5 separate regions of the Mus musculus genome follow, and regions 2, 3, 4 and 5 are each linked to region 1. The links are chromatin contacts, called in public HiChIP or PLAC-seq and promoter capture Hi-C maps. All regions are on one chromosome and are shown on one strand. Each heading gives the region's core, a stretch centred on a gene start, on an enhancer-like site or on the middle of the called end of the contact. The rest is flanking DNA. Distances are from core to core; before and after follow the strand shown.

Region 1 (4,902 bases), core at 613-3,112:
TTCTCTTAGTCCTCAAGCAGCTCATTCTAACCCCCACTGTAGAAACAGGGAAACTAGGCTTGAAAAAGCTCAGGCCTTGGCTAGGTCACCCAAAGAAAGGTGGACCCAGCAAACTTGGCCACCTCCCTGGGAGGATCAAGGGAGCCCTCCTCCCCGAGAAAAGCCAGGCAGAACTGTCTTGGATCAGTCGCTGGGGCTGGGGACGAACTGAGAGGTGATCTGGACCCTGCTGATGCCTGCGGGGTCTGGCAGCTGAGTTTCCAGGGCTGGGCGCGATGATACATTGTCCGCCTCCCCTCACCCCAAACCCCCATCCCGCCTCCCAGTAGCTGTATCAGTGGACCAGCCTGCGGTCACACCTACACTCTAGTTGACTTGGAGCAGGGTCGCGGTCTAGAGCCCGAGGGGGGGGGGGAATTAGCCAGAGACACCTGTACAGTCCTCTCTCTAACTGCAAAACTAGCTGTACAGTCCTCTCTAACTGCAAAACTAGTTTGCCAGGAGCCAGGGAAGCACGGGACACGCGCGCCCTCAGGCGGCAGGAAGAAGAGTTGAGGATTCTAAAAAATTAACTTTGTTGTCGTCGACTTGTGAGTTCCTTGGGGTGCCCTGGAACTGGCCTTAAGCAACTCATCCTCCATGGGGGAACCTGGGGTCCATCGGACAGCCCAGAGCACAGGAACACTGCTGAGGGTTGAGAAGGAGAAAACATTTAGGGGGTGGGGGGGTGGGGTGGGGATCTGTCCTAGGTAAAAGCCAGGCTAGCTTTCAGGGTGGCTCTGGCTGCCAGATCTTCTGGGGAGATGAACCAGGTTGTGAAGAGTTCAATGGACTTTATTCCCAGGTCATCTCAAAACAAGCTTGCGAAAGTAACTTTTATTCGCTTGATGTCCTTGTTGTCTCGGAGGCTTACTGCTGACTACGATCTCCTTTTCTAGCTCTTTCTGAACTCTTACTGGCTGATTCAATTCAGCTGTTCTGGCTCAAACGTCTCTTCAAGTCGCCTGATTCAATCTAGTTTGTCTCAGCTTCACATCTAGTGCACTGCTTGGCCTGCAGCCACTCACTCACTGTTCTAGATTGCTTTCTGTTGCTGTGATAAAAACACTTATCAAAGGCAGCGTGGGGAGGAAGGTGTTCTTTACATCTTACAGGTTGGATCTCATCGTCAGGGAAGGAGCAGGAACCTGGAGGCATCCCCTGATGAGAAACCGCATCGGAAAGATGCTTATTGGCTCTGCTCCCTGGCATGCTCTGCTACTTCAGCCACTGTGGGGCACCGGACTCCGCTTTGGGCTCACCTTCTCCCCACAAATCCCATCTCACTGTGGATCCCTAGCAGAGACGTCCCGGCATCCAGGATGCTCTCTACCCTAGAAGGGAAGAAGGCAGAAGGCCTCTACCCTGGCTGTGCCTGGGCCCAACTTTCTTTTGTGGCTCCAACTATAGCCCACTTTGGTTTTGTATTGTATTTTACAGGTGTCATTTGGGTGAAGAGCTGGAATTACCCTTCGTCCTTGCTTTCCTTAAGCAATACTGCACTGGGTGCACAGGGGCTGTTGGACACGGAGCCGACTGTGCAGGAAGACGGAGGCCGTTCGGTCCATCTGGTACCCATTTAAGTGGAATTGCAAAGTCCCCAACTCCAGGACCTGTTTTAAGGACGAAACGCCAAGCTGCACACATAGAGACCCGCATGAGTAAAACCGACGTGAACCTTTCTCCCTATTCTACCCCAGACGCGCGCGATAGAAACATGGCGTAACGTGCACCCGAGGCTTCAATAGTTTTACTTCCCTGGCTCTTGGCTGCAGCCACATCGCCACACGTCTAACGCGCTAGCGGGAGCGCGCGACGTAAGCACCGCAACTGCGCACGCGCTACGGGAGGCACTTCCGGGGACCGGCCGAACGCCGATCTACGCAGCCGCGGCTCTATTTCCGGCTGTCTGGGAGCACTTCCGGGAGGCTCTTCCACTAGTGAGGCGGCGTTGCTAACAGGCGGAAACCTCCAGGGAAGATGGGGAAAGTGAGGGCGCTGCGGGCTCGTGTGCACCGGGCGGCCGTGAGACCCGACGGGGATTCTGCACCGGGCCCTGTGCCCCGCGCCGTGGAGCCGGCGCTCCCACAATCCCCGGCGGGCGGAGCGGGGGCGAAGGTGAGGTGTGGGGCGCCGGTCGGGCCAGGTCTCTGCCGAGCCGGATCTCCAAAGATCAGGAGCCCTGGATGGTTGGGTGTCGCCTCTTCTGTGTGTGTTCCTGCCACTCTGGTTAGGGTCCTGACCCGGCCCACCTTTAGCCGTCATGCCTTCTCGGTTGGGGTGTGAGGCTCCAGAAGCGCTTCCATCTCTGGGGGAAAATATCCCACTACGCTCTGGAAATGTCGCAGGGCGCTGTCTGTCTGCCTCTGTCTATCTCTGTGTCTCAGTCTCTGGTGTGTGTTTGAGACAGGGTCTCTCTATGTAGCCCTGACTATTCTGGAACTCACGCTGTAGACCAGGCTGGCCTCGAACTCATAAGAGATTGACCTGCCCCTGCCTCCCACATGCTGGGGTTAAAGGCATGGCATGCACTTGTGTCCCTGGCGCTTGCTTGTTGCTTTGGCCTTTGGGATCTTATTTATTTTTATTTTACCTCATCTCATTCTTTCTTTATTCTTTTGAGACAAGGTTTCACCCTAGCCCCCCCCCCCAGCTTGTCACTCTCGTGCCCAGGCTGTAGCCCACTGTGCCCAGCTTTTATTTGTTGTTGTAGCCAAACTGAGAGCTTCTGTTTTCTCCCACACCCACACCCACGGGAGGTGCTGTGCAGTCATTGATTCGTGCAGCCATTGATTCTTATTTTTCCCATTTTTCTTTTAATTTGGTAACTTGGCTCAAATTTAAGCCTTGTGTTGACAGAGATTGTTTTTATGCCCCTTTGGTCAGCCGCGTCTTTGCCTCACTGGAAGGTTATGTGGTTGGTGTTCCTATTTTTGTTCCTCAGAGATGCCCAAGGACCAGTACTTAGAGGATTCCCTCTGCTCACTCCTGGGAGGGCCCATGCATACAGTTGTAAGCAGCAGTCATGCCTTATCTCACAGCTACTCTTGGATCTGCATGTGTTTGCAGGGAGGCTGTGCTCAGGCCCTGTGCTAGTGTGGCTCTACTCCCCAAGACTCTCTGATTGTCCCAAGTCTGATGGGGGCAGGAAGGAACAGGCCTGATCTGGGAACAAGGACGTAGATACTCTTCCGGGGCCTCCCTGGCTGAGAAGTAGAGGATTTTTGCCTTAGCATCTTCTCGATGTGTGACTCTCAAACCAAAAGTCAACTTGATGTCCTCTCTCTTCTCCTGTTGGGATTGCAGGACTGGACATTCGTTCACAATGACATCTTTGCCAGGACACAGATAGACCCTAGTGCGTTGGTGCAGAGGCTGGAGCTGGACCAGAGGAGTGTGGTGTCCCTAAAGAGAGGTGAGTTCCTGCCTTTGGAGAGTCGAGAGGGCAGCCTGACTGTTGCCTGTGGACTAGCCCGTGCTTTAAAAGATGACACTAGGCATGACATGTGTTGCATAGCTTAAATCCCGGCACTTGAGAGGCTGAGGCAGGCCAGTCTCTACATTCAAGGCCAGCCTGGACTACACATCTAGTTCCAGGAAGAAACAAGGCTGTGTGGAAAGACCCTGTCTCAAAGCAAGACTAAAGGAGATGTTACTTTTACAGGAAAAATAAAAAAAGAACAAAACCGTAAAGTATACCAAAGTAGAAAGACTGGCGCTGAGGAGTGCCACAGGCCAGTGCCTACCCTTGGTACCACACAAGGAGTCCTTTTGAAGCAGGTATCAGGCTGCCCGGCATTCCATTCATAAATTCTGAGCGTGCTTACACTAGATAACTTACCTGCAACATTGATGCTGCGCCTGTGTTGTCAAGGCGGCAAAAAGCAGGCAGGCCTTGTGGCCGCCATCTAGTCAAGACAGTTTTTTTTCCCCCCTTCCCGCCCTGCCCCGTCAAGACAGTTCTAATTGCTGCTGAAGGTATTGTGACCAGACTCATTCTTTTTTTTTTTTTTTTTTTTCCCAAGTCAGGGTTTCTCTGTGTAGACCTGCCTGTCTTGGAACTTGCTCTGTAGACTAGGCTATCCTGCCTCTGCCTCCCAAGTGCTGGTTTTAAAGGCATGCACTGTCACACCTGGCTACCAGTGGCTCCCTCCCTCCCTCCCTCCCTCTCTCCCTTCCCCTCTCTCTCTCTCTCTCTCTCTCCCTCTCTCTCTCTCTCTCTCTTTCTTTCTTTCTTTCTTTTTTTTTTTTTTTTTGAGACTGGTTCTCTTTATGTAGTCCTGACTGTTCTGGAATTCACTTTGTAGACCAGGCTGGGCTTGAACTCACAGAGATCTGCCTGCTTCTGCTTCCCGAGTGCTGGGATTAAAGGTATGTACTACCACACCCAGCACTACCATTGCCACCTCCGAAGCTGCCACCGCCTCCTCCTCCTCCTCCTCCTCCTCCTCTTCTTCTTCCTTTTTAAGATTTATTTTATATGTGTGAGTACATTGTCATTGTCTTCAGACACACCAGAAGAGGGCATCAGACCCCATTACAGATGGTTGTGAGCCACCATGTGGTTTCTGGGAATTGAACTCAGCACCTCTGGAAGAGCAGTCAGTGCTCTTAACTGCTAAGCCATCTCTCCAGCCCACCATTGGCATTCTTAACTGTCAGTCTTGGTGTATATAAAATGGTGACAGACTCACCTCATAGAGACTGAGGTTACCTTATCCAGAAAGGTCCAGGCATTCAGCAAATTCTGGTTCCTTGCTCCTTATTCGTGAGGTGGGCTCAGCAAGATGACCAGGCCAGACATCTGCAGAGGGGTTTGCATATCCTTCTTTGGGACAGCAAGATGTTGGTAGGTTTCATCTC
Region 2 (4,902 bases), core at 1,004-3,503, 950 kb before region 1:
ATTCAATCCCTAAATCCAAGTCCTCAGATGACCCACAGAGGAGGCAAGCCTATGCAGGAGAACTGAGGCTCAGCTCTGGGCTCCACGCACTGCCTGTCTGAAGGTGTCCTGCAGAATCTGAGAGCTGCGTATAAACGCCCCACAGTTCCCTGGGCTAGGGGACAGAAGGACATATGAGCTCTGAGTCACATTTATTCTTATTAACAGTGACAATGTCAACCATTCAAGAGCTGTCCTTTAGAGTTTCTTCTTAACCCTCCCTCGACCCAGCATGCCAAGCAAAAAACAACTGAATCACTAAGATGTCAAAGGTTTAAAAAAATTGTGTAATCCAGGGAGCAAGTAATTGACTAAGGTGAGAGCGCTTGGCACAAAACCAGGATTTGTGGATTCCTGGAACCCACACGGTGGAAGGAAAGAACCAACTCCTCCTGCAAGTTGTCCTCTGACCTCCGCATGTGCACCGTGGCGTGTGTGTGCACCACTCGCACTTGAATTAAATACAAATGTAAATTTAAAACTTTTTGCCCGGGCACGGTGGCACACCCCTTTAATCTCAGTACTCAGGGGGTGAAGAGTGGTAGATCTGATTCTGAGACCAACTCAGAGTACATAGCAAGTTCGAGTCCAGCCAGGACTACATAGTGAGTCCTTGCCTAAACAAACAAACAAAAGAACAGAATTTATTTATTTATTGGGTTTTTATTTTTTGAGACAGGTTTTGTCTGTATAGCCCTAGTCGTCCTGAAACTCATTCTGTAGACCAGGCTATTCTCGAACTCAGAAATCTGCCTGCCTCTGCCTCCCAAGTGCTGGGATTAAAGGTGTGAGCCACCACTGCCTGGTTAGAACAGCATTTGTAACCTCAGCAATGAGGAATAGAAACAGGTAGATCCCAGGGGCTTCATAACCAGGAAGCCTAGACAAACTAAGAGAGAACTTCCGGGTCCTAGTAGGGTATCTAAGTAAATGAATACATAAAATAAATCCAAGGCAGTTCCAGGTGTGGTGGCATACACCTTTAATCCTGGCACTCAAGTTAGGTGGGTCTCTGAGTTCAAAGCCAGCTTGGCTTAGATAGTGAGCTGGATCAGGGAGAGAGACATCATGAGACCTTGTCTCAAAAAAGCTAAAGAAAAGCTCAAAGTGAATTGCCCCTCCCTAAGTATAACACCAGAGGTCTTCTATACACATACACAAACACAGAAATGCCGGGATTATAAATGTACACCATTGCTCCAGGCTAGCAAGATTCAGTTACAAGAAATGTTTAGCACATACATAGTATCCAGCAAACGTTACTATCAGCAAGCAATTAATTATTCCTCCAATGTACTTCCATTTAGTTGATTCCAGTCAAGCCTTCCTAACAACTTGGTTCTTCTTTACAGCTTTTCTGGTGCTGGGGCCTTGGTATGCACCCCACCAACGGAGCCTCAAAACCACTTCCTTTTTCTGATCTGTTCCCCAAGCAATGGGAATGTTCCTTTCTCTTCAGAGCAGATCTGGTCCCCAGTACTCTCTCTCACCAAGATAAAGCAAACTTGACATACTGGCCTGTGCCACTGATCTGTGACCCTGGTGTGTCCGTGACCACAGGAGTGCCAAGTGTAGGTCTGGAGATGGGACAGGAAGAGAGGTGCGCTTTCCCTAGGACTGAGAGGACTTGGTGGGTAGTGAAGAGGGGAAGACCAGTGCAGCCCCTTCAAATCTGTCCCCATGAGTGGCTCTAAGCAGACTTGAGCCTAGAGAAGATCTCTTATTATATTGAGAAGGGGCACGTGACTCCTGACTCAGGGTAGCCTGAGATCAGATGCCTGTGAGCCCTACTGGGTCTGGGATTCCACGCAGGCCGCGTGGCTGGAAAGGATCTCCTGATCTCTGAGGGTCTTCAGGCTCTGGAGCTCAGTGGAAACTCTTTGGACAGCAGCTCCGGAGTATGCCACCCATGGAGTGATCAGCGCCGCGGGCCAAGGAGGTGGAACAGTGTGTACTGAAAGTACCGTGCTGTGGAGTGTGATACAGGCGAACCCCCTGACGCACAGACAGATCTGCAAAAAGGGATGTGAGGCCACGTGATGGAGCACAGAGGAAGGAGCTCATGTGCTGGATTCCACAGGTCCCGTTGCCCGGAGGGGCGGGGCCTGCGTGAGGCACCGCCTTCAGCCCGCCCCTCGCCGCGCGGGACTCGCGGGTTAGCAGCCGGCCTGTTGAGGTCAGAGGAGGCGGGGAGCGCGTCCAAGCCTAGCGACTGCGCGTGCTTAAAGCGCTCGGAGCAGAATCCGAGCGAGCGGCCTGAGCAACCCCAGCCTGTGACACCACCTGGACCACGCGCCACTACAGCTTTCCCGGCATGGAGGGCGAATGCCGGGTGCTCTCCATCCAGAGCCATGTTGTCCGTGGCTACGTGGGTAACAGAGCGGCCATGTTCCCTCTGCAGGTATGCGCTCCACTGCTTATGTAACCGGGCCGGGCTGCTCACTTGCGGGTCTACGGGTTCGCTGCGTGGCCTTTTCCGACTAATGACCTTGGCCCCCTGTGGCCATCCTTTTGGGTCCCTATTGAGCGCTGGGCGCGCTGAGGGCAGATCCTGGCGCAGGCAGGCCGGGGGCGTGGACTACCCTGGGGAGCTTACAGCGGGGTGGTGCAGGTGGCACGAAGCCCCCTGCCCGGCTGTGGCGCACACGGTAGCGCCTGAGGGTCCCTGTTGCTTCCGTCTGCCTGACCAACAGTGGGCAGGGGCTTCCCGAAGCGTTAAAATGCTGAGCTGGGAGAATCCTTTCCTTTGGGAGCGCGGAGAGCCTCTTGGTAGACACATTGGCTAGTGATTGCTCGCTCTCTGCAGACATCCACGTTCTGCTTCTACCCATTCTATGAACTTGGACCAAGGAGGAAGCTGGGCCCACGCTTGGGTCTGAACACTCTTAGGGTGGTCTGTCACCCGCAGAGATGGGGCTGGAACTCTGCACCTCCCGCGTGCTTGCTTTTATTCCTAAAAGACAGCATAGTTTGCTGAGTTTGGCTTTGGAAGCAACCTGTTAGAAGGGCTGTAGCCTTTTCTTCCCAGATCCTATCTCCTGTGAGATGTGTGATGAATGAGGCTATCTCTGATCATTTCTGGCAGGTGGTGCTTCCTGCTTGTGACTGGTTGCCCTTGGAGGGAACCAGGTTGTCATGGGCATTAGAATAGGGGTCATAGGCAATATCAGCTGACTGGAGCTTCCTTGCCTGGCCGGTCCAGCAGGAAGATTGGGCTGGCCTGGGCAACCAGGTGGTGGCCTCTTGCAATGTATCTTTTTTGGCTGGTCACTGAGCAGGGTGGCAGGTCCCCGTTCCCCTTCCGCTCATGTCTAGCCATTAAACTGATTCCTGGGAGATGTTAGGGTGTAGCCTCTGGCTACCATGGACCTGAAAGAAGGACTTGGAAGGAAAACAGGTGGCTGGAACTGCATTTAAGGACAATAGAGGACTGTCCTGAATCAGGCTTGCTTGCCAGACAAATAGAGCAATTGATTGTTATTATACAGCATAGGAGATCAAAGTCTGTAGGCAAGGGCAGTTGCTGAGTGTTTGAGCGCCTGTTGGTTGATAAACAGTGCTTCACCCACACGGTCTAGTGTAGGCATTCTTGTTCTATCCAGAATGCACTGGTCTGGTGCTTCATGCTCTTTACCTTTGCTCTCTAGCTTAAGGGGCCAGGATTGGGGTAACAAGGTCATTGAAGTAAGACTGTACTAAGGAGCCGGGTGTGGTGGCACATGCCTTTAATCCCAGCACTTGGGAGTCAAAGACAGGCGGATTTCTGAGTTCAAGGCCAACCTGGTCTACAGAGTGAGTTCCAGGACAGCCAGGGCTACACAGAGAAACCCTTTCTCAAAAAAAGACTGTACTAAGGAGCAAAGGGGCAGAGTCCTGAAGGAGGGACAGCCAGGGAGGGCGGGGCCAGGCTGAGCTTCATGCAGTTCCCTCACCTTGGGCAGAGGTGTGCCGGCTTCTGAGACCCCGTGTCCTGCGTTGCTTGCCTCTTCCACTTGCTGGTACTCTTCCTTCACCCAGCACACTGTCCCTGGGTCCCCTGGTCCTCTGTCCTCTAGACTGCACCAAGGGCTCAGTGTCCTTATTCAGGTTGAAGATATGGGGTTCCAACTGCTCAAGGGAGGGGATCCCTTCCCCTTCTCTCATTCCTCCTCCCTTTTTATTGAATTTCTCATCATGCTCCCCAATCCCACTCATCTCTCCCCCTGTACCCACCCTTTCAACCTCCCTCCCCCCAACAGTGGAAAAAAAGAAGGGCAAACAATCTCGTTGTGGAAGCTGTAGTGAGTCCCACAGTGTATCCTTATGTCCACACCGACTTTGCTTGTAAACGTTCATTGCAATGAGTCTGTCAGGTACAGGGAGGGCCTCTGCTACACCATCCATACTGAAACCACACTGGGACTCCCCTCAGATTCCCCATTGTTGCCCTGTGTCATAGAGATCCTGTAGTTTTGATCTATGGGACCGGCTCCATCACACACTCCAGCAGCTCATGGATGGGGTAGATGCTAAGGTGGGCCAATTCAAAGCCCTGGATCTGGGCCTGAGAGGTACCTGAGCTGGTCAGCCCACTATACCCACACCACGGAGGTGAGCTATTTTTCCCTGCCCTAGCTGACCCATCCAACAGAGCAGCCAGCAAGGAGGAGGGCTCTCCTGCCTTCAGCTATGGCTCTGTTGTGCTGTCCAGGAGAGATGCAGGGCTGGCTCTCTCCTGGAGTGGAGCAAATGAGGGGTGTGGCTAGCTCTTCTGCTCTCAGGCACTGGGGATGGCTCACCTGCAACCCTTGTAACCAGAGCCAGCTCTATCATGCTGCCCAGGCAAGGTGCAGGGCCCACTCTCCTGAGTGTTACAGCCTGTGA
Region 3 (4,902 bases), core at 1,580-4,079, 730 kb before region 1:
TATGTCTTGGAGGAGCCTCACACTTCCTGTTCCTGTCCAGTCATTTCTTGATGCCCGTTGGACTTTGATAAGCAATACACCGCACAGTTTCTGGATTATCTAGGCCTTGTCTTCCATTCTAGCTCACAGCTCCACTAGCCTTTCCCCGTCATGAGCTCCTGTAGGTTTGTTTGTGTTAGAGACTATTCAAGGTGCCCCCTCACCAGTCCCTCTGACTGCCAGGACTCCATCTCCAAACTTGATCAGATCATATCAAGTCATTGCTTTGTTGGAGGACAGGGACTGACAAGTTTTGGCTTTAAGACCAGGCCTGGCCACAGCCTTTGAGATATACAGTCCCTAGGCTAAGACTTGAGTTTAAGCTGTTAAAGGGTTGCTATGGAATCGGGGTAAGAGACTTACCTGTAAAGTCGGAAGTCCTTCTATCACTTTGCAGAGGGAGCCTGTGGGCTGGTGATACGGTCCTTACTATAGTGTCTCAGCTGAATGTTGTACTGTTTGGCCTGAGTGTCCCTGTTGTTCCTGACAAGCCCCACTGCCACCCATTCCTGTGAAGCAGAATTCCTGGAAAGGAGGTTTGTCTGCAAAGATTGAGTGACTAATCACAACGACATTGAGGTGGAGTGGTTACAAGGCTGCAGGTCTAGAGGCTAGTTATTTTATGATAGCCTAGTGTCAGCCCCTAAATATCCATTCATTGCCCACCCCAGTGTCAGAACTAACACTCTGTGACTAATAGATTAAAAAAAAAGTGTTGGAATCTATTAACTTTGCAGACCACTAGTGTCTTAGCTAGGGTTTTACTGCTGTGAACAGACACCATGACCAAGGCAAATCTTATAAAGGACAACATTTAACTGAGGCTGGCTTATAGGTTCAGAGGTCCAGTCTGTTATCATCAAGGTGGGAGCATGGCAGCATCTAGACAGGCATGGTGCAGGAGGAGCTGAGAGTTTTACATCTTCATCTGAATGCTGCTAGTGGAAGACTGACTTCCAGGTAGATAGGGTGAAGGCCCACACCCACAGTAACAGGCCTACTTCAACAAGGTCACATGTGCTAATAGTGCCACCCCTTGTTCCTGGCCCAAGTGTATAGAAACCATCACAACTAGCTTTCCCACCTCCAAAGCTAAGAATGGTATTTGAGGCCAACAGGAGAGAGTCCACCTTCTAGCTATAACAGCCTCTCTGACGTACTCACCAATGTATTTTAAATTGTCTTGATTTATGACTTTTTATGTTCTGCAACTATAAAGCTTCAAGTGCTTCCATGTGGGATCACGAAACCTGGGGTTACCCACTCAGGAGGCCTCAGAGGATTCCTCAAAATCCTTGTCCCCTGGGTGGCGGGCACTCAAATTTGGCTCCGAAGCACACCATCTCTTATTCCATTTGAGGTGAGAGCTTCGTTCTTTGTGCTGACATCTCACAAACGCTTAGCTGGATGGGGTGAAAAACCTTTGGCACGTCCACGGAGGCTTTGGACCCCTATTCTTGCTTTGCTGTGCTCTCTCTAGGCCAGTGGTTCTGAACCTTTCTAATGCTGTGACCCTCCTAAATAAAAAATAAATATTAAGTAAATAAAAATAAAATATTAAATAATGAATAAAAATTAAATAAATAAACTAAAAATTAAATAAATAAAAATAAAAATATTAGAGAAAAATATTAAATAAACAAAATAAATATATTAAAGAAGTAAAAATAAAATTATTACATAAATAAAAATAGTTTGTTACTACTTCATAAACTGTAATTTTGCTACTGTTATGGGTCATAATGTAAATATTTTTTTTGGAGCTAGAGGTTTGCCAAAAGGCTCGGGACCCACAGGTTGAGAACCCCTGTGCCTGGCAGTCTCCACCTGCTTCAACTGCCCTAATCAGTTGCCTGAAAGCCCAAACCAACATGCTCCCCAACAGTCAAGTCATGCTCAGACATTCCATTTGCACACTGAATCCCATTTGCAAAAGCTCCCATAGACCTGCTTTACTTGCGCCGAGTTCAGTTCAAAGCAATATTTGATTTTGCGACATTCACAATACCTAGCGGCTTCAAAGCAGTACCAGCTATAGGTGACCAGTACTGATGAAGGTGGGACATAGGGAGCATTCTGGGAGCCAAGGGAAAGAGTGCTGAAGGCTGACGCAGGTGGAAACGACCTATGTGGTGGTTCATACGAGTAAAACCACCTAATCAACCAATCAAACAAAAACCTCACAAAACCAGAAAGGACAGTGGGAAGCTGGCGTGCCAGCGGGTGCACATGGAGTTGTACGGGGTGGGTGGAACACTTTCGATCTTGCCTCGCTTTGAGTCAGCACACTTGGCAAGTCCGTGTTAACAGGCAAGCAGAGACTCAGCTTGGCACTGCACAGTTGAGCTCGCCCAGATGTAAAAACCGACCCAAGGCATCCTGCAGAAGCCGGAAAGGAGGAAGCTCCCTCGGAGATAACGGGAATTCCGCCAGACGTGACGTGGGGGCACACAGGGTAGAAGCGAGGATGAGGGTAAGGGAGCATCTGCAGGTGCGAAGCCGAGGAGAATCCAGTTTAGACAGGTCTGATGAGACCAAGCAAGGGTCACCAAGCTTGGGCATTGAGAAGGTGGGGTCAAGGAGCTCAGGCACGTGCGCCGCCCTCTGTCCTCTGCAGCTGCCTGAGAACCGAGGCAGAGGCGGCTCCCGCTATTGACAGCTACAGCGGCCCCGCCCTGCACCGCCGGGCGGCCCGGCACGCGGCCTTTTTCGTAGGAGGGCATTCGGCGGCGAGGCCCGCCCCTTTAAGTCGCGCGCCCCGGAAGTGGTCACGCGGCGGCGCCGGGGCCGGAAGTGGACGCGGCCGGCGGCGGCGGGCGGCCGGCTAGGAGCTGCCGGGGGCCGGCGGCGAGGAGGCGCGGGCTCAGCGGGCCCCGCGCTGCCTCGGGTGCCCATGGCGGGCGGGGGGCCGGGCCGGTGACGCCGGACGCCCATGGACGCCCCTGAGGAGCCACAGCCACCGGTGGTCTACACCATGGAGAACAAGCCCATCGTCACCTGTAAGTGCGGCGGGGCGGGCGGGCGGGGGGCGCGGCCGGGCTTGGCAGCTCCCATCTACGCGGACACAGCCGACCTCCGACCTTTCCGCGGGTGACCTCCGACCCGCTGTGCAGCCGACGCCAAGCTTTGGGTCCTGACCTGGGCGGTCTCCGGAGCAGCTCGTTCTGTACTGTCAGTGCTGCTAGGGATCGGGCCGGCCTTCCCCGTGGGTCGGCTCTCCTGCGCGCTGACCGCAGTCCGGTGGGCAGGCCCAGCTCTCCGCAGAGCGCAGGTGCTCTTCCTCTAGTGACTGTCAAGCCGGAGTGGCAGGTGGCCGGCCAGGCTTAGGAAGGAACCCAGCTCTGTCTGGTCCAATCATCCTGTGCTTATAGGCACTTTCCAGAGCTGCTCCACCAGCGAGTTCCCGCTCGGACATCCCCTTCCGCACTTGTTCCTTCTCCCACTGAATGCACACACACACACACACACACACACACACACACTCACACACAAAGATTGGTTTCTCTGCTACAGAAAAAGAAAACCCTCATTTTAAAGCATAATTTCAGAACGGAGTAGTTTTGCAAACTATGGACTCATGGGAAGTGTGGACGGGTTGGTTAACATTTTGACAGCTTTGCGGTGCTGTCTCTCAAAGGACAGGTGTGATACGTGGCTGTTGGCAGTTCAGTATGTGCTTGACCTTATGAATTTACTTTTTTCTAAACAGGAAGCATATTTGCAAAACCTGGTGCTAGGCCCCAGGGTTCCCAAGGTCTCCAGCACACCCTGCTCTGTTTTCTCCTTTGGGCCCTTGGATACATGGGCTCCTCCCAGTTCCTTCCTGTAACCGCATAGACATTTCATATTTAAAGACTTACATCTCTTTATTGCTAGATTAACTTTCTCAGGGATATGGATGTGTCTCCCATAAAGTTGGGAGACTTGCATAGTTCAGCAGTTAGTTGTGTGTGTTTTGTTTTTTTTTTTTTTTCTTCCCAGAATGCTTGGCAACTGAGAGGCTTGCCAAACCTCACCTGCAGGCAGGTGGACCGATGTGGCAGAGCTGGTCTGGAGGCTGCCCCGCCCTGCCCGGGTGCTCCTTGATCCCCTCAGGGAAGTTGCACCCTGTTCATGGTTGGATTCAATGTGTTCCAGGTCCTGAGAACTTTCCCCCAGTACTGTGCACAGTAGGAATTCTGGATGAGTACTTAGAACCCACAGGGACACCCACTTACTTGACTGCATCTCCCGACCCTTAGCTTTGAACATTGGCATCTTCATTGCCATAGACATTTTATCAGCATCCTGCTGAAGGTAAAGTTGCAAGCTCAGCGGCATCGGCTGTGGCTAAGGAGAAAGGGTTAATTACTCTGGTAGCTAGTACTTGGAAATGTGTGCTATTTAATGTCTTACCTTCCTGTGTGCAGGACAGCTGCAGGGTGCCTTCCTGTAGGCCTGTTGGAGTTTGGGTGTTGGTGGGGGATTCCCATGGCTTTGGGGTAGCATCATAAGAAAGTGTGCTGATGGTGTCCCCAAGTTGGAGGGCACAGCTCTTCACTGGAATTTCAGAAAACAAAGTCGTTTTAGAGAAATGTAAAAGCAATCTCTTTAAAATAAAAGGCTTTTTTTTTTTTGACACTCAGGAAATCTGACTTAGTATACACTCAGTGGCATTTTTATGTTTCTGGGGCTGCAGCTTTGGCAAGCACTTATCCTGGTTCCACCTTATTCCTTCTTTATCTTGTTATGTTTTAAAGGAGAAGCTAACGAACTCAGTTCAGAAATCTACCCAAAGGCCAGTTCACTCTTCACAACACGTCAATACTGTGTATATGGTTCTCTTAGTGTTTGCTCCCCAAACAATCTGTTTTATCGTATTAA
Region 4 (4,902 bases), core at 1,333-3,832, 670 kb before region 1:
ACAGCAGAGAACAGTGTCCTTCAGCTGCGCAGTGGAGTAGAGCGTCACCTCATGTTGTCTATGACACAGGATTTGTTTTCATTTTTTTTATCCCTGGCCCTGTGCCCCGTGCTGGTATCCCCAACTCCTCAGACCCTCCCAAGAGGGTCTGGTCTCTTCTCACAGCCCTCTCCTAGTGGCTTTCCATACACCGCCATGGTTTCTTTAAGGTGGATCTTCAGCAGACTGCAGTCCTCTTATGGCACTGTGTGCCCTTCTCACAAAGCCCAGTCCCTGGGCAACTGTGGGCCTCCTGGGATAAAACACTGTCCTACACGCCAGAGCCCCTGGTTATGGTTTTATAGTAACAGCTTTGGGGCCGTGGGGTGGGGTGGGAGGGAACATAACCCCTTCTGTGCCTTGGGATGCCCAGCAGATCACAAGATCCATCTGTAGAAGCCACGTGAAAGGTACTGCAGAGAAGACCAGAGAGGAGGGAAGTGTGGTGTGGAGATGGCTTAGGCTAAAAGTTCTGGATCCCCGACTCCCCTAATGTTGATTGAATAACATATGCACTTGGAATTAAATCTATATTTATTATAATTGTTGGATGTGGGGGTAAAATGTTTTCTCTCACTTTAAAGTCTGCTCATGTATTGTAGCTGTATAATCGACATCTTTTGCACCTTAAGTCTTGGAACTGAAGATGCTCCATCTGGAGTGAAGATGAGAGGGGCCTCTCTTGTGCTCTGATCAGTCGTAAAGGACTCAGGGCCTGGAGGACCTCAGCTGGGCCACTGGGTTGCAGTCATACCGCACCAACGGGTTCATTTACTTTTGGTTGTAAATTTGATTGTACATATTGTTGATTTATTATTTTTAAGAGTACAGACTAACTGATGTAATGTTTGTGTATAAGTTGCACCAAAAATCAAGGACAAAATAAATGTGTGTTTGTTTTTACTGGTGTGGAAGTCATAGATTGTAAATAGATGCTGTATGTATTAAACGTTCTCAGTCCTCCAAAGTGATGTATTTTTGTATATAGGAGATAGAGTGCTCTGGGCTTATTGGCGTGGTGTCTGTGAGTGGGACCTGAGGTAGAAAGCTGGGAGAGGAGGGAGCCCTCTTCAGGAGTCGCTGCCCCCTGGGGACCATGTTTGGGCCCAGAGTCAGGGGCACAGAGAGAACCAGGAGAACCAAGCCAACACTTTCAGTATTCAGTGTATTTGCTTTTTTTTTTTTTTAAGATTTGTTTATTTATTATATGTAAGTACACTGTCGCTGTCTTCAGACACTCCAGAAGAGGGCATCAGATCCCATTACGGATGGTTGTGAGCCACCATGTGGTTGCTGGGATTTGAACTCAGGACCTTCAGAAGAGTACTCAGTGCTCTTAACTGCTAAGCCATCTCTCCAGCCCCAGGGTATTTGCTTTTAACTCAGCCAGTAAATAAAGGATAGTACGACGCCCACAACACACCACCACCAAGTGGTTTTCATTTGCAGGAATTGGAGGAATGCTTAAAGAAAATAAACACTGGGGCTGGAGAGATGGCTCAGTGGTTAAGAGCATTGGCTGCTCTACCAGAGGTCCTGAGTTCAAATCCCAGCAACCACATGGTGGCTCATAACCATATGTAATGGGATCTGATGCCCTCTTCTAGTGTGTCTGAAGACAGTGGCAGTGTACTCACATAAACCTTAAAAAAAAAAAAAACAAAAAAAAAACAAACATTTATTTAAAACCCTCTGAAAACCTATTTTATGTGCAGTTTAAAACTAATAAACTTGGGGAGCTGGGTATGCAAATTAGAACTTGGTACTTACTGAATGTCTACAGCCCTCTGAACTCTGTTTTCGGTAAACCTTTGACAGTTGGCCTGCAGATGTCAAGTCCATGTGTGGGGAGGTCTTTGAGACTTGATCCTGGCAGAAAAGCTTCCACCCGGCACTGCTAGCCTCCCGCATCCGTGTGTAGTCCTTTAGAGTGGAGTCTGGCTCTTGAGTTCACCGCCCACCCCCTGAGTTTCATATTTCTGAGTTCTCTACGGTTTTCTAATTATATATATTAAGAATAAAACAAAGGGGAGATCTAAAATGTTGGTAGTTCTGTTATTTCTCATGAAGACACCTTTCTCTGTAAGAGAGTTGGCAGCTCTTGTTCTCTGGGATGGGGTCTAGGAAAGGTGACGGCCGCACCTTGACACTGCAGGCGTTGGTTCCATTTTCACAGTGTTCTGTAACATAATGTCAGAGTAAGGCCGCTGTACTAAGATCGTTTAAAGTGTAAGCATTAAAATTCTAAAAATACACGTTTTAAGAAGAAACTCCGTTTGAACTTGGGTTTTTGTTTTTGTTTTGCACGGTTACAGGCGAGTGTGTGACGATTTGCTCGCTTTCTCAGCTCCGGACTGGGCTCTGCATGGAGACCTAGAACTTAGCTCCATTCTCCACCGTCCTAGCGGTCTCAGCTAGTTCACCGCTACGCAGCGCCTGCGTAGAGGCAGGGTGGTGGCGGGAGTGGGGGTGAGGGAGGGACGGGCGGGGCTTCCCAGGACACTAGGGTTGCGGCTCCGCCCCGGAAGTGCGCGTTTTAAGCGCCGGAGATTGTTTGTATTCCGGAAGTGGTTGCAGTACGGTACCCCACGTGTGGTTCCAGGATGAAATTCGCTTACCGGGTGAGCGGCGGGCCGGGCAGGGGCAACGGGAGGGCGATGGAAGGTTCCGAGGACGCGGGAGAGACCGAGGTCGTTGTCATCTCGGCTGCCTGTGGGAAGCACTAGTGGGTCGACCCATCGCAATCTATTGCTCCTGGTTTATACCAGGAGCTCCGGGCTCCTACCCAACAGGTCTCGGGCTGTACCCAGCCCTGTCCAAACTCCTCTTGCCAGACAACACAGCAATAGCTGCTGAAAGGCTCTTAACAACAAACTTCAAGCAACACCCAGCTCTCTACAGGGCCGCCAGTTCTTGGAGCAGTCTCGACAGCGCTCCTCTGCTGATCATACCTCTTAGGAGCCTAGCTCTGCCTGGTGTTATCTCGTTGCATAGCTGCCCACCTACACCCCAGATCGACTCCTGCCTTAGTTAGCCCAGGCAATCCCAGTAAGCAACTACCCTACTGCTCTGCTGGGCTTTGCAGTGTTTGGACATCTGTCCAATTGCCTATGTGCCGTTTCTATGTGGACATAGAACACAAGGCTCGGGTCTCTACACCCAGCTGTGTCTGCTGGATGGAGATGCTTGCCTTTGATAACTGAATGGATACACCGGGGCACTGATACTTAGCACGGTGGGCGTGGTGAGCATCTCCTGCAGCCCTGTTCACTGAAGCAGCTTCTCTTAGAATGGAGATCCTGTGCCCTTCTGTGCCTGGCAAATGCTTCCTGTCTTGGGAGTATAGTACCATTCAAGGGAACCCTGGGCTCCTGAGAATTAAGTTGGGTTCCTCCTCTGCCCAGGGGCAGGACACACCTATGGTCAGGTACTTTACTACCTATGCCCAGATGCCTCTCATCACCATTTCAGAGAGCTGACGCTGTGTTCTCTGTGTTAAAACTGATTCATTTCCTTTGCAGTTCTCGAATTTGTTGGGTACGGTTTATCGGTGTGGAAACTTAAATTTCACACATGATGGAAATTCTGTTATCAGCCCCGTGGGAAATAGAGTCACTGTGTTTGACCTTAAGAAGTAAGTATGGGGAGACAATGTTAGCAGGGACGTTATCCTCCGTGTGAAGGCTAGCCATCCTCTTTGTGGCTTGCAGGACTACTGGATTTAGGAGGACACAGGTCATGGTAGAGTTGCCTGCTGAGGTCCTCGTTTTTCATTCTAGTATCTAGAACACCAGCATTACTCTTAAAGGGAAAGGAAAAGTCATGTGCCTTTTGGCTGTTGGCTAGCAAGTAGGGGTGGTGGCAGATAGGAAGGTTATCTCAAAAGGTGAGCACTTACTGTGGGGGGAGGGGCGGCTCTAAGGGCCCCAGGACAGGTGGTTTGGAGAGTTCAGGCTGTCTTGGGTCCTTGCTCAACAGCCCTGATGGTTCCCACCTTCCCTGCTGAGATTAGGCTTAGCTTTGCTTGTCCCAACAAATGTGCTGTGGCTCCTTTTCTGACTAGGAATGACTCAGCACTTGACTGTCTGAACGTCTGTAGGCTGATCCCCTCTAGCCTGGGCAAGACCCTCCAGTTCTTCTGGCCACTGTGCTCCCATTAGCTTCAGTTAGCTGGCTAGTCCTAGACCTCCGTTACCAGACACTGTAGGCTGGGCCAGCAGTATAACCTACTGTGCCTGCTGTCGATGGATTACTGGGTCTAGTCAGGTCTTCTGTGTCACTGTCTCTTTAAATAACATCTCAGGGTCTCAGAAGTAATGAGAACCTGTTTGTTAAAGAAGACTCAGACCAAAAAAAACAAAACAAACAAACTAGGTTCTAATTGCGACACCTATAATGGTGCCTCCAGCTCAGTCAAACCCTGCTTTCTTCTCCTTCTATCCACTTCTGAATTTAAGAACATACAGCCTTTGCAAGTGTGCTACCCTTAACTCGAAAAGGTCAATACCAAGACGACCCAGGAGGGCAAGGAACGAGCTGTAGCCTAAGGGGCCCTACAGCAGGAGAACCAGCTGCTAGTCCATCTCTGGCCCTGCCCTCCCTATCCGAGTGTCCGAAACCAACTGTGGGCTGGGTTTTTTGTGTTTCTTAGCAACAGATCCAACACATTGCCTCTGGCCACCAAATACAACATCAAGTGCGTGGGGCTGTCCCCAGATGGTCGCCTCGCAATCATCGTTGATGAAGGTAATCAATGTTGGTGTGGGCAGGCACTGGGGTGGCCCTGCACCCTCTGGGCTGTGAAGCAAGGGCATCGCCTAGGGTCAAGTTCAGCTTCATAGCACAGGTTCCAGCAACCCACGT
Region 5 (4,902 bases), core at 1,180-3,679, 550 kb before region 1:
AATGCAGCTGAGCACCACATTGCTGCCCACCATTGCACCGACTTCAGTCTCTGCAGAGGCTTCAAAGTGACACAATGTATTTACTTAAGATTCAAACACCAATCCTGCCTCAGCCCACCAAGGCAAGAAAGGAATTCATTACTAAGGTTCATTAGGAGGGCTCGTTAGTGTCTTGTAGCAAACTCAGGTGTGAGGTGCGAGCCTCCACCTAGTGCCAAGGTTGGTTCCCTCCCTGGCTTTGGCAGGCTCTCACCCTTAGCTCTCCTCAAAGGTGGCTTTTATGATTCACCATGCAGAGAGACCAAGAGGGGCATTCCATTGACCCCAAGCAAGAAATGTAAAGAGAAGTATAAAGTTTGGAAAAGCACTTCCCTTTCTGATTGCCAACCCTACATATCAACCTAGGTATGGGGATCCAGCTTTCTCCAGTGGGCCTCTGGGGAGGCTGTAGGGGCAGTGGCCAGGGCTTCCCTAATGTTCTGCATCTATGCGCCACACAGCATGCATCCCAACTTACCAGCACAGAGGCTGCTCAACAGCAGCAAGAACAGACCAAGACCAGAAAAGAACCCGCTAGAAACATGGAGCTTCTTCCAAACAGGCTGCCTGGTTCCCAAGGACACAAAACAGGGACACCTAGGAGAAATGTGAATTCCATTGGAGGACAGCTGGTTGGTTTTCCACTGAGACTTCAGAGAGCCCAACCAGGACCATACTCCCCCCTCCCCCAAACACAAATCCCCAGAGTCTAACAGCTCCCAAACTCAGAAAGATTTGTGTGAGGAGAAAGGGCTCTGAGAGTCCCTGCTTTGAGGTCTGTGCCCCCTCCCTGTGACCTAACCTTCTGTAGAGAAATGGTTACAAGCTGCATTTGAAGGAGATAGAGACACCTGATGGCCCCAAAGGAGACAGGTGAGAACCAGGACTGTCTGAAACCAAACTTGGTGGAATGCCATGTTCCAGGCCCTTGGTGATACACAAAAGACGGTGTCCTATGTATCTCAGCCTAGCTGCCTCCTTTTAGAGGTCTGGTTGGTGGTGGGAGTGAGGGGGGGGGGGGGAGAAGGGTGGTGGGAAGAAGGGCACTTCACCCTACTCTAAAGCAGTCTTGGATACTTTAGCCAGAGTTTGCCTAGTCTCCCAAGGCCGTCTGTTCTATGGAGACTCTCTATAGGGGCTAAGACCCTGCAGCAGGTCACAGACACTTCACAGTTGCCCACACACCTTTTATAAAACCTCACTCTCAGCCAGGCAGTGGTGGCGCACGCCTTTAATCCCAGCACTTGGGAGGCAGAGGCAGGCAGATTTCTGAGTTTGAGGCCAGCCTGGTCTACAGAGTAAGTTCCAGGACAGCCAGGGCTACACAGAGAAACCCTGTCTCAAAAAAACACCAACCAACCAACCAACCAACCAACCAACCAACCAACCAACCAAAAATTCTCCCTCTCTTTCAACAGCAGCCCTGAAATTCTCAGAAGATTGTCTCAAAAGAAACCCTTGGGAAGCCACAGGGAGGGATGGATGGACACACACACACACGCACACACGGGGGGGGGGGGGTGTCCCCAGGAATGATTAGTGGGCAAACCACAAACTCAAGCCAGCCACTGGCCAGCAGGCACTCGGTAGCCTGCAAGGTCTCCCCTTTTCTATCCCTGGAGACTCTGTGGTTAGGACACTTGTGGACTGAGGACCTCAGCAAGTAGCCAGTGGAGATGGAGTGTCTACGGTACAAGTGCCTGAGGGAAATATTTGCAAAACGCCGGAGCGCAAAACTGTCTCTCTCTCACACACACACACACACCCCTCCTACACACCTCCCACTTCCCCTGCCCAGTCTGGATCTGTGAGGGAAGTCAAGTGTACAAGGAGGTGTCCTGTCCCCATGCACTGGGTATCAGCTGGCCTTTGAGGTAACACACATCCTCCCTTCTGGGAAATCAACAGGGAGAAGGGCGGCGGCGGCTAAGCCAGTGCCCATGGCTGCTATGAGTTTTCACCTTCAGTACCGGCTCTTGCCCTTCCTCCGCCTACAGCCGCCCACGCGCCGGGGTCTGGTCCGCGGGTGCAGCGGGTTAGCCCTGCGCCGCCCCCTGCCGTCCAAGCCGGCAGGTCCAGGTGTGGCCGCTAGCCGTCCGGAACTGGGCACATCTGCGCCGGTACAGAGCCGCTGCGCTAGCGTCGGGCAATCTCAGTCCTAGTTCGGGTGGGTCCCCGGCTCCCCCACCCCACTCACGGGACACAACAGCGAACGGACTCACTTTAGCTGCATGGTGCGAGCGCAGACTGCGGGGTGCTGGATTTCGGACGCGGAGAGTTGCAGCGGCTGGGGTTCCGGAGCTGTTGGGGGCCACGAAGAACTGGGGAGCTTCCAGGCTTGGGGCGCTGAAATCTGGGGTTCTTGAGGCTTTGGCGGCAGGAGACCCGCTGTAACTGCGCTCGCTAGCGCTGCGCGCCTGGCTAATTGGGCACAGGCGGGATCCCGCCCTCGGCCCATCCCTCCGGCCACCTCCGAGCGGGGGTTGGAGGCGGGGAGCTCCGCCTCCGCTCTCCCGCTCCCGAAAGTAACCCAATCGGCTGCTGAGCAGGGTCGGAGACTTGGGCATGAGTTACAGGTGCCAGGGTGTGGGGTGGTTTGTGGATCCCGGCGAGGGCAAAAGGAGGGCCGGCTCCGGTGCGGCCGAAAGTCTGGGCACTGAGGCTTAGGGTGAGGGTGGGAAGACAGGAAACTCAGCCGCTGCACCCCCCACCCCCCCCCCCCCCAACGCTGCCCAGAACATTCCCGGCCTGGTCCCTGCGTCCCTCTTTTAGAGCCCGATGTTGGGCCCTGTCTTGTAGAAGATGAACCAAGGTTCAAAGCCCGGACCTGGGGCTGACCAAAGACCGTAGATGATCAGAAAACCTAACGACTAGGAATTAAAAAGTGAAAGCCAGGCGAGTGGGAGGAGAGAGGGGCCAGCAGGAGGGAGAAAGGGAGGAGAAGACGGGCTCCACTCTTGTCCAGATCTCCCATCACCCAACTTCGAAGGCTTGGTGAGGGATAAAGTTGTGGAACACAGAATGAAGTGTCCATTTTCTCCTCCAAAGCCAGCCAGACTTGGCAATCCTGTTCCCAGCCTCGTGCTCTCTGGCACTCACTCTGGGAGAGCCTTAACGGTTCATAAGCGTTGAGCCTGTGTCTAAGCTCAGGACTCTCTTCTCACCCCATTCCCTGCTCTCCCTCAACCCCCACGCCCCCTCCCCGCCCCACCTGCCAGTGAATTGAGAATGCGGGAGGCCAGGGAGAGGCAGGCAGGTGGATCTCTTGAGTCTGAGGCTAGCCTGGTCTACAGAGTGAGTTCTAGGACAGTCAGGGCTACACAGAGAAACCCTGTCTCGAAAAAGAAAAGGAAGAGAAGGTGGAGGAGGAGGCGGGGAGGAGGAGGAGGAAAGAAGAGAAGAGAAGAGAAGAGAAGAGAAGAGAAGAGAAGAGAAGAAGAAAAGAAAAAAGAAAAAAGGAAAAGAAAAGAAAAGAAAAGAAAAGAAAAGAAAAGAAAAGAAAAGAAAAGAAAAGAAAAGAAAAAGAAGCCGAGCAGTGGTGGCGCATGCCTTTAATCCCAACACTTGGGAGGCAGAGGCAGGTGGATTTCTGAGTTCGAGGCCAGCCTGGTCTACAGAGTGAGTTCCAGGACAGCCAGGGCTACACAGAGAAACCCTGTCTTGAAAAAAAAAGAAAGGGAGGGAGGGAGGGAGGGGGAGAGAGAGAGAGAGAGAGGAGAGAGAGAGAGAGGAGAGAGAGAGAGAGAGAGAGAGAGAGAGAGAGAGAGAGAGAGAGAGAGAAACTAAAAATCTCTGGCTCTTGGCTATCAACATCAGGGAGCAGGCCAGGACAAGCACAAAAGAACAGAAGAGACAAGCAGAGGTGGGGACCAGTGCGGCCGAGGTAAGCAGCCTGAGGGTGGGGGTGGGGGTTGGCCCTCCTGCAGGGAGGGGGGCTACCTTCTTCGTGTGCTAGGAAAAAACAGAAGTTATCAGAACTTGACCCCTGGGCTCTGGCAGACATAATCCAGGAGTCAACCCGGAGTCTTGGTAAGTACATCGCACATCGGGAGTGGTGGCCTCACTTGCTCTTCTCCCCCACTAGGTTGGCAGCACTGAGGACTCAGCAGAAGCCCGTGTTGGGGAGTCACCTTGGCATCAATTGGCAGATGGAGCCGATAGGGTACCACCACATCCTATGTTCCAACTCTCCTGGCCACAGGCTCCCCAGCTCTGGTCCACTCCACTCCAGCTGTACAACCCCCAGCACTAATCTCGAGGCTTCTCTGATTGGATAGGCCTGACTTGGCATCAACATCTGGGCCTATCACTGATGCCCAGGGGCCAGAACAGCGCCCCCATTGGCTGACACTTATGCCACTCCTTGCCTTGTGTCCTGATCCTCACTCAGCAGTTCTTCCAGGCAGGCAGTAGAGAGCAAAGGTTGAAGGGGCTTTTATGGCTGACCTGGACTATGCTATGGCTGGCAAAGCGGCAGGGACAGGAGCTCTGCAAAAATTAGTGCCCTGCACTTCCCCACAACATCTGGAATCCCAGAAAGCCAAATGCTGCTAAACAAAGGGACCTTAGCATAGTAAGGAAGTGATTTATATCTTGGCTAGAAATGGACACTAGGCAGAGTTGGGCAGGTGCAGGGAAGGAGCCCCTGGGAGCCTGCAGGAGACCGTGGCAAATACATGGCTGGGCTCAAATCCCACCTTTGCTTCTTGGAAACTATGCACCACCAAGTAAGTTACCCAACACTGATGGAAGAATGGTTCTCAACCTGTAAGCCGCAACCCCTTTGGGATTGAATAATTTGTTTACAGGGGTCACCCAAGACCATCAAAAAACATAGATGTTTATATCACAAGACATAACAGT

Evidence for each region. Promoter capture Hi-C pulls out the DNA fragments that hold promoters and counts their contacts. HiChIP or PLAC-seq counts read pairs in DNA pulled down with a chosen protein or histone mark. Capture Hi-C pulls out chosen DNA fragments and counts their contacts.
Region 2: a contact with region 1 is called in an HNF4G HiChIP or PLAC-seq map of pancreatic cancer cells. The contact joins the promoter of Pdxk here to the promoter of 2810425M01Rik in region 1.
Region 3: a contact with region 1 is called in a promoter capture Hi-C map of neural stem cells. The contact joins the promoter of Trappc10 here to the promoter of 2810425M01Rik in region 1. A contact is called at or near these places in 1 of 39 promoter capture datasets (neural stem cells), 1 of 115 datasets of contacts at active chromatin or transcription factors (memory CD8 T cells) and 2 of 9 other capture datasets (adipose tissue and liver).
Region 4: a promoter capture Hi-C map of liver shows a contact between it and region 1, with 4 times the contacts expected there. The contact joins the promoter of Pwp2 here to the promoter of 2810425M01Rik in region 1. A contact is called at or near these places in 4 of 39 promoter capture datasets (embryonic stem cells, hippocampal neurons, liver and 1 more), 3 of 115 datasets of contacts at active chromatin or transcription factors (microglia, neural tube and pancreatic cancer cells) and 1 of 9 other capture datasets (liver).
Region 5: a promoter capture Hi-C map of embryonic stem cells shows a contact between it and region 1, with 2.3 times the contacts expected there. The contact joins the promoter of Icosl here to the promoter of 2810425M01Rik in region 1. A contact is called at or near these places in 1 of 39 promoter capture datasets (embryonic stem cells), 1 of 115 datasets of contacts at active chromatin or transcription factors (bone marrow-derived macrophages) and 1 of 9 other capture datasets (pancreatic islet).

What each region holds. Positions count from the first base shown.
Region 1 is chr10:77,512,858-77,517,759 of GRCm38.p6, reverse strand. It overlaps 2810425M01Rik (RIKEN cDNA 2810425M01 gene), which reads right to left and starts at 1,862. Exons shown (of 1, transcript NR_163865.1): 1 at 819-1,862. Fam207a (family with sequence similarity 207, member A) reads left to right here and starts at 1,947. Exons shown (of 6, transcript NM_133998.3): 1 at 1,947-2,157; 2 at 3,346-3,454. The coding sequence starts at 2,020.
Region 2 is chr10:78,462,299-78,467,200 of GRCm38.p6, reverse strand. Pdxk (pyridoxal (pyridoxine, vitamin B6) kinase) reads left to right here and starts at 2,253. Exons shown (of 11, transcript NM_172134.2): 1 at 2,253-2,440. The coding sequence starts at 2,354.
Region 3 is chr10:78,242,572-78,247,473 of GRCm38.p6, reverse strand. Trappc10 (trafficking protein particle complex 10) reads left to right here and starts at 2,829. Exons shown (of 23, transcript NM_001081055.2): 1 at 2,829-3,038. The coding sequence starts at 2,972.
Region 4 is chr10:78,182,829-78,187,730 of GRCm38.p6, reverse strand. It overlaps Pwp2 (PWP2 periodic tryptophan protein homolog (yeast)), which reads left to right and starts at 2,582. Exons shown (of 21, transcript NM_029546.2): 1 at 2,582-2,660; 2 at 3,561-3,673; 3 at 4,691-4,785. The coding sequence starts at 2,643. Trappc10 (trafficking protein particle complex 10) reads left to right here. Exons shown (of 23, transcript NM_001081055.2): 23 at 1-2,309.
Region 5 is chr10:78,066,895-78,071,796 of GRCm38.p6, reverse strand. Icosl (icos ligand) reads right to left here and starts at 2,429. Exons shown (of 7, transcript NM_015790.3): 1 at 2,262-2,429; 2 at 518-636; 3 at 1-59. The coding sequence starts at 2,272. Gm51775 (a long non-coding RNA gene) reads left to right here and starts at 1,322. Exons shown (of 3, transcript XR_003948913.1): 1 at 1,322-1,337; 2 at 3,856-3,922; 3 at 4,124-4,902.